3 separate regions of the Mus musculus genome follow, and regions 2 and 3 are each linked to region 1. Evidence: chromatin contacts called from public Hi-C and promoter capture Hi-C data. All regions are on one chromosome and are shown on one strand. Each heading gives the region's core, a stretch centred on a gene start, on an enhancer-like site or on the middle of the called end of the contact. The rest is flanking DNA. Distances are from core to core; before and after follow the strand shown. Region 1 holds the start of Idh1 (isocitrate dehydrogenase 1 (NADP+), soluble). Region 2 holds the start of Smarcal1 (SWI/SNF related matrix associated, actin dependent regulator of chromatin, subfamily a-like 1). Region 3 holds the start of Bard1 (BRCA1 associated RING domain 1).

Evidence for each region. Promoter capture Hi-C pulls out the DNA fragments that hold promoters and counts their contacts. A called contact is a pair of places that touch in the nucleus more often than the background predicts.
Region 2: a contact with region 1 is called in a promoter capture Hi-C map of pre-B cells, with 5 times the contacts expected there. The contact joins the promoter of Smarcal1 here to the promoter of Idh1 in region 1. A contact is called at or near these places in 1 of 39 promoter capture datasets (pre-B cells) and 2 of 484 Hi-C or Micro-C datasets (CD4 T cells and regulatory T cells).
Region 3: a Hi-C map of CD8 T cells shows a contact between it and region 1, with 4 times the contacts expected there. The contact joins the promoter of Bard1 here to the promoter of Idh1 in region 1. A contact is called at or near these places in 1 of 39 promoter capture datasets (pre-B cells) and 4 of 484 Hi-C or Micro-C datasets (CD4 T cells, CD8 T cells, natural killer cells and 1 more).

Annotation. Positions count from the first base shown.
Region 1 is chr1:65,177,887-65,180,393 of GRCm38.p6, forward strand. Idh1 (isocitrate dehydrogenase 1 (NADP+), soluble) reads right to left here and starts at 1,256. Exons shown (of 9, transcript NM_010497.3): 1 at 1,104-1,256.
Region 2 is chr1:72,581,998-72,584,504 of GRCm38.p6, forward strand. It overlaps Smarcal1 (SWI/SNF related matrix associated, actin dependent regulator of chromatin, subfamily a-like 1), which reads left to right and starts at 1,254. Exons shown (of 17, transcript NM_018817.2): 1 at 1,254-1,441.
Region 3 is chr1:71,101,719-71,104,225 of GRCm38.p6, forward strand. It overlaps Bard1 (BRCA1 associated RING domain 1), which reads right to left and starts at 1,254. Exons shown (of 11, transcript NM_007525.3): 1 at 950-1,254. The coding sequence starts at 1,089.

The sequences.
Region 1 (2,507 bases), core at 6-2,505:
GGACTTGCAATTATAACAAGGCCTCTCAATTTTGATGACTTAAACAAGTGTCCTTTCAATTTATCTCCTAAAACAAAGCAAGATCCGGAACAGAAAGTCTTAACATACAAATACCCCTGCCAGGAGGATTTGTATTTAATATCAGCCTTACAGCCCAGTTTATCTGGTTTAAAGTACAGTGCTTGAGTGTATCCAGAGGGGCAAAGGGCAGGAGCCTTCCAAATAAAGGTCACAGGAGTACAAATATTGGTGCGCACACACGCTCACACCACAGGACGGTGAGTCCTAGAGTGAGCGCCCGGCTCTTTGGCTTTTTGCAGGTCTCGGGTTTGCTCGACCTCGGGTGACACTGAGACAGGAGATATCCATGTGGGCGTTGTGCAAGCTCTGCTAATGAAGCTGACTCGGTTCCTCCTTCCAGATCCCCACACCAGCCCCTCCTCTCAGCACTGCCAGGACCTTTTAAATACGAGGTCCACTGAGATGGCTGCATCTGGAATCGAGACCCCAGGGCGCCCCCAAGTGGCTAAGCAAACACTACAGACTGAAGCTGGAGGCTCCGCCTACCTTCATCCCCTCCCTCTCTTGCACTCTCATTAGCTCTTCTCCGACCACAAGGCAGGTCCCACCCCTGAACCTTGAAGGGAGTACACGCCTAAATTCCTGGCTTACACCCTTTCTGCAACCAGCTTTCCTGCCTAGTCCTTTTACACCCAACACTCAAGAGTTCTGTGCGTCCACCTCAAAGCTAAATTCTCCTCCGCGGGTGCCTTGCCACTTGTCACTGCTTGCAACGTCCTCGCCTCCCAAAGCGATCCCAACCTCGGAAGCGCCCTTCTATACAGATAGGCAAGCAGCACTCTGCTACTCCCATTTCCCTTCTCTACGCCCAAACTCTGGAAGCGTCCCTGAGTGCACCAGGGCCTTGCCACTGAGTTCATCTCTGCACAGCCAAGACCTGGGGTTTCTTCCTTTTTTCTCACTCCAGCTTTCAACGGAATAGTTTAATAGTAAGGGGCGGCGGCTGCCGCTCTAAGCCTTGGGGCACCTGTAGGGAGGGGAAGGAGCGCCCGCTTGCAGCCGGAGGCGCCCCAGCTACTCACCGGCTCACACCCGCGCGTACACACAAGCTGTAATAAGCCGGCCCCAGTTAGATCAGCATCTGCCACAACCTTCGCTCGGAAGCCCAGCGGCAGGGTCAAGGCTGTTTAACTCTTCCCGGCTTTGTCTCCTCCCAGGCCCCACCCCCTCAGCCCACCTCCCGAAGCCCCGCCCCCTCCACGACGCCATTCGCCGCCTCCGACTTTGTGGGGTGGGCCGAGGCATAGATTGAGATTAAGTCTGGGATGCAGCGGTCCGCTGTTCCCGGTGGGGGATGGGACTGCCACGCCGCGGAGATTCCTCGGGAACACCCTGCAGTTGAGGAGCGAGGACGCCACCTACTGACAGGCTATCGGAAGCGCCGAGACCGAGTGTTCTGGGCTCCGCAACAATCTAGGAATCCCAGCGTTGAGTATCCAGGTTCTCTGCAAAAGGTACAAAAGAGGGAGCCCTCCCTAGACTGGATCCCTTCCTGGAGTCTCCGGATGCCTCTTAGAGCTGGACTGTGCCCTTTGAAGAATGTGCATTTGAGGTTTCTTAAAGGCGTGTGAGGACTACAGATTCTACCTTAATGCAAAAGCTAAAACAGAGCGCATTTTCCATTTCAAAATCAAGAACAAACAATACCCTACACACAAATACATATATGAGTAAAACCATTCATATTCTCATGCTGAGGCTTTTACAGAGCTTCACCATTCCACCCCAATAATTCCCTCCACTACCAATGATCCGTATTCCCAACTGTTGCTGTTTATAAATAAGCTTCACTCACCATTTGTCATGGAAGACAGTGAGGTTTATTTTCTGGGTTGCGATGAAGCTGCACTAGAGATACACGATATAAATCTTAGAATTCTAAGAATGGGTTAAACGTATTCCAATCTTTCCAGAGATTTTTCTGTCTGTATTCCTTAGTCTTGAAAAGGAGAACATTATGACTTGTAGGACAATAGGTCATCCTTGATTGGTCAAGATTCAACGCTTCATGGACTTTTAAAACAACCAGCATTGTGTTGAAAAGTTATGAATTCACGGCAGTTAGTAAGATTCATTTTGGACGCTAGAGGGCGCTATGTGGAAAAGGACTCATACGTGGTGTCAGCTGTTAATGTTGATTAACTGGGTATTAGCTGTGACCTCCGTTTATTCCTATAAAATGATTAGAGAGTGTGTGAGTTTATACTTTCACCTCTAATCTCACTTTAAATCACTTTAAAAAACGTTACTTACTACCATCAGGCACATATTGTTTATATTACTAAAAGTAAGTATTCATAGCCATTCTTGTTCCAGAAAGCATTTTAGAATAAATTCAAGAAACGAAGAATAAAACACAATAAGAAGTATTGACTATAGGTGATGGCAAAAGTAAGAAGAATGCATAGGAATACAGAGCCATGGTG
Region 2 (2,507 bases), core at 4-2,503, 7.4 Mb after region 1:
CACTGGTACAACCACTAGTGACATCTGCAGGGCAGAGCCTGGCCACTTGTGTGCCTTGAGGGTTTATAACCTTTACAAAGTATACTTTTACAAGAGTTCAGGCACTGAAAGCCTTCCCCTGCCCCTTGAGTTGGCATGAATAGCCAACACTAGCAACATTCCTCTTCCTCCTGTTGTGGGCTGCTATTTTGATAGCTCCTGTGTTCATGATATCTTACTGCAGTCCACCTCATCGTCTCTTCTTATTAAAAAACACATCACATTTCCCTAAATGTCTGGTCATTTCCCCAATTAACTCTGTATTCAGAGATCTATCTCTTTGCAATGAGCTCTGTTTGAAAACAGAATCGTTTCAACCTTTCCGTGTACGCTGATGATAGAAGAATATTATATTCAACCATTGGAGGACAGAAAGAATGCTGTGCTCAGAAATGGAGTCAAGTAACCTTGATAGTATCTGATAGATGGGAGGGCTTTGGAATCAGAATAACAAAGTAGCTAAATACAGCCTGGAGAAAATTGTGGACCAGTCCTAGTTCCGTTTTCTCATTTATAAAATGAGGATAATGGAGCTGGGTGTGTGGTGCACAACTTTAATCGCACTCCAGAGAAGGATCTCTGTCAGTTTTAGGCCAATGATACATGTTAAGATCCTGCCTTTTGAGGAAAAAAAAAAAAAGATATAATAATAATCTTATGATGGTGCAAGTCTGTAGGAGGTGGAGGCAGGAAAGACATCCTCTGGTACAGGGTGAGTTCTTAGACAAGTCTGGGTTACATGAGTTACTGTCTATGTTTCATAGGTTGTAGTTCGGATTAACTTAAGTTCCTATTAATGATCAGCACGCTGACTGATGGAGGCTCTAAAAATTTCAATTCCTCTTTGGTCTAGGAAAGCAGATACTCAGCAGCGGCTGGGGCTTATAAGGACGGCACTATTAGAAACGGGTGTGCCAGGAAAATCTTTATTAAGTATCAAATCAATCTGGCTGTCTGACATGTCTGGAGACACCCCTGACACTGAACGCTCAGCCTTCCTTACGCCTGATTAAATGTTTGGAGAAACTGAGAGCTACAACTCCCAGGGTGCACCACACCTTGACCCGCCCACAACGTTACGCCTCTCAAATTCACCAACCTCCAATGGGCAGGCTTTCCGATTCAAACTACAAACCCCAGAAGGCCCTACACCAAGTGTACTATCACCCACAATTTATGACCGGGATCTGCGGCCGTACTGGCTGTTGGGAAATGTAGTTCGACGGTGGCCGAGCCATTCAAATGCCAATGGCCCGCTCCAAGATGGGTGAAATTGTAGCGCTTGAATTCTAGTTCCTCTAACAGTCCAACCAGAAGCGAAAACTGCCTAGGCAAGGCTCTGAAAGACGCTCCTGGTCTAGGGCTGTTCTGCTAAGGTGCCTCACCTTACTGGCCTCGCTAGGTAAGAAAGTGGGCTGCGAAGGAGGTAGCAGCATTGGAGACGGACGAGACCAAATACGGCAAGAGGAGGGAGCAGTGGGGACGGGAAGATCCAAGTGGAAATGCTAGAGGCAAAGTGGGGCGGGGCGTCCCCTTTTCTCAGGCACCCAGGATGTGCACAGGAAGGGAAGGGAAGCCCAGGTCTCAGCAAAGAGGAATGTCTATGTGGTGGTGTGCATTTGTGGTTTATGGTTTATTAGTTGGACCTCTCATTCCGTGGTCTCATCTCCCCAACTGGGTCAGTCAGCATACTAGGCCTTGGTAGGTATAACCCTAGTTGAATACAAGGCTGAGAGTTTTCATTGCTGCTGGCTGGCAGGCTTGAGTGTAACATCTGTGAGAGGAGATGTTTTGGGGTGCTTTGTCTAAAGGGAGTCTTAGCAAGGATTAAAATGTAAACCCTCTGAAGTCAAGAGTCTAGAGCTTTCTTTGACGGCTGGCGGTGCTACTGGAGTATTTCCTATGTTACAATCATTATAATATAAAAGTAACTTTTATCCTGTTGTAGTTGTCTGGGAGGCTCACTGCCTCCATCTGCTAACCTAGGCCTAGTCCTGGAAGCTTCTAGCCTCCTTATATTCTGATCTGGGCCTTGAATGTTTTCAGCCCCTTGAGACTTGCTGCTGAATAAACTCACCCTTTCGTGTTTTTTCTGAACTCTAGCTGGCTGGTTCAACTCAGCTGTTCTGGCTCAGACTTCTTTCCCCAGCTGACTGATTCAGTCTGGCTTTTCTCTCCGCCTCTGAATTGCTCTGTTTGGTCTCAAACTCTAGGAATCTGGTTCTAATCTTCTGGCTCCTTCTCATTCTCTTGCTCATTCTATCTTTACCTGTGTCTGACCTGTTCTTTCTTCAGCCTGTCTCTGTAAAGCTCTCCCGGTAAAACTGCCTCCGCCTCCCTCTCTGCTGCTCTACTCTTTCTCTCAACTCTACCGTATCCTGTGCTGTACTCTCTCCTCCTGCACTGTCTGTCTCTCCCTTAAGTGGCTTCCCGTTCCTCATGAGAGTTGGGCATATCCTATTCTGTCA
Region 3 (2,507 bases), core at 4-2,503, 5.9 Mb after region 1:
TACTAAGCTGGGTCTCCGTTCCTAAGACCTAAATGTGTGTCCCAGTGGTCGCGACCCACAGATTGAGATCCAACATGTGCGTCATCACTGGCCTGCTACTGCAACTAGAAGTTGAGTTTCCGATGTATGTCTACACCCAGGATGATCCGTATGCTTTAGGAAAACACAAGCAGAACTCAGAACGTGTTCATGTTAACAGAATCGCCACTCTCCTAAGAAATACAATGCCATTCTTTCAAATACTAAGAGTTTGTAAAAAAAAAAAAAAAAAAAAAAAAAAAAGAATAATTTAACGTAAGTGCAAAGTTTGTTGCCAGTTAACTTTAAAAAAAAAAAAAAAAGTTGCAGTTAACACTGTATTTGTAGTAAAGACTGAAGGCTTAACATTCGCTACTGCCAAAGAGAAAAAAGGGGAAAGAAGTATATTTCTTGGTAGTATTCGATAAACAGCCTCAGGTAAGAAAGTACCACTTAGGAGTGCATTTCAGACTGAATAAAATCCAAGAGAGGGCATGTTGGAGGATCAGTGGTACAGGGCCATAATCTAACTAAGTTAAAATTGCGATGCTCAACAAACTGCCATCGCCAAACTACCGGTCACCAGGTCCCTAGCCTCCCATTCCCCACGCCGAGCCTGCTACTAGAGAAAGGACCAAAAGGTCAGCCTCACAGGGGCTGTTGTGCCCCGCACGCAACCACGGGACCACGCTCCCAGAGGACCGAACTCCAGGACCCCAGCAGCACTAGCTCGGCTCAGCTCCGAGCGTCACCTTCGGGGAGTGACCAACGAGCTGCGCTTTGAGCCACGCCCCGAAGGCAGTTCTCCCGCGAAAATTCGAAAAGTGCCGTTTGAGTCATCTTCGTTGCAGGTGGCTGGGAAGCCACTCAGAAAACTCAGGAGTGGGACACGGAGGGACAGACGACACTAGGTCGCCAGGCCGGTCCTTACCAGCGGGAGCAGCGCAGCAGCTTCTCCAGGCGGGCAAGCGCCGCGCGGCTGTGGGCCCAAAGCCCGTCGGTAGCCGGCTCCATGGCGGGCACGGGAGCAGGCTGGTTCCCAGAGCAGACCCTCGGCGGCCGGCGTGGCATTCCCACAGAGGAGGGGAGGTCAGGTTTGCTCTAGCGCCGCACCCCGCTGGTCACCGCCGGATCCTGCTGCGTGCGGAGTCTCTGAATTGGTCGGACGCCTCCGGCTCGGAGGCTGAAACGCGGTAAAACTCAGAGATGGAAGGACCCGGCTTTAGGCCACGCCCTCAAGGCCTGAGGGCGGGGCTTTAGTAATGCGGTCCAAGTTCCGGAAATGGAGAGGCGAGGCTTGAGAGGCCACGCCCTCAGGAGGTGTAGGGCGGACCGCGGAAACCAAAGTGCCAAGGCGCGGGGTTGAGGAGGCGTGGGGAGAAGTCACCTAGGCCTGTGGCCCTAGGAGGCGGGGTATAGCGCGCTCAAACTTCCTGAGCGGGAAACTGAGCGGCGGGGCCTCAGGCCACGCCTTCAAAGAGGCGGGGCTCCCCATGGGTTTCATTCCCACCCCCTCTCAGTTTACTGAAACTGTGCTTACCTAGAAGTTGGATTCTAACCCTCCCATAGCCTCAGGAGCTTGCCGCTGAAGCCATCTACAAAGAGTGGCATTCAAGCTACTGTTGAACTTGGACAAGCTTTTCCCATGACAATAAAAGTACTACCCTTTATATAAGAAAGTTCTCTTTTTCTCCTTGCTGTAGGATATAAGAATCCGCTAAATACTAAGTTTCAATTTCACTTTTTAACTAGCTGTAAATATCCGACCAAGGGCATCTCTTAGAAGTTCTGGTGTGCTTTTAAAATATGATAAACTGCATAAAACGTTTTTGTTTGCTAGAGGGTCTACCCTCCCCGGGGATTTTTTTTTTTTTTTTTTTTTTGAAACGGCGTCTGTTTGCCAACCTAGCTTAAACTGTGAAGCTAAGGGTGACCTTGAACTTCTCAGTTTGCGATCCTCCACCTCTGCGCGATAGGGGATTACAGATATGCACCACCACGCCCAGCTTACATGGTGCTGAACTGAGTTTAGAGCCTCCTTTATGCTAGAAGTATTCTACCAGCCAAATCCATAGACCCTCCTGCGGATCTGAATATTAACACTGGGCAAGCACAGCCCGCCCTCTCCACAGCTTCCAACCTATGAACACATTCTTGCATATCCCCTTTTATTTCTCTGTCTCTGCTTAACCGCCCCAGCTGCCTCTGTTTACCTTAAAGTTGTTCCTTCTTACTGGAATCCACACATCTGCCTAGATTGCCTCCCATCCTTAGGCCTCACTAAAGATATACAAGACATTACCAAACACAAAATTAGTCTTGGCACTACCCTGATTAAACTCTAAAGGTGGAAAGGCCTGGAAGGTCCTTTAATCCCAGCACTAGAGGCATGGAAATGGGGGGAGGGGGGGGGAAGAGCAGGTGGATCTCTGAGTTCAAAGCCAGCCTAGTCAACAGAGTTCTGAGACAGTCAAGACAAACCCTATCTC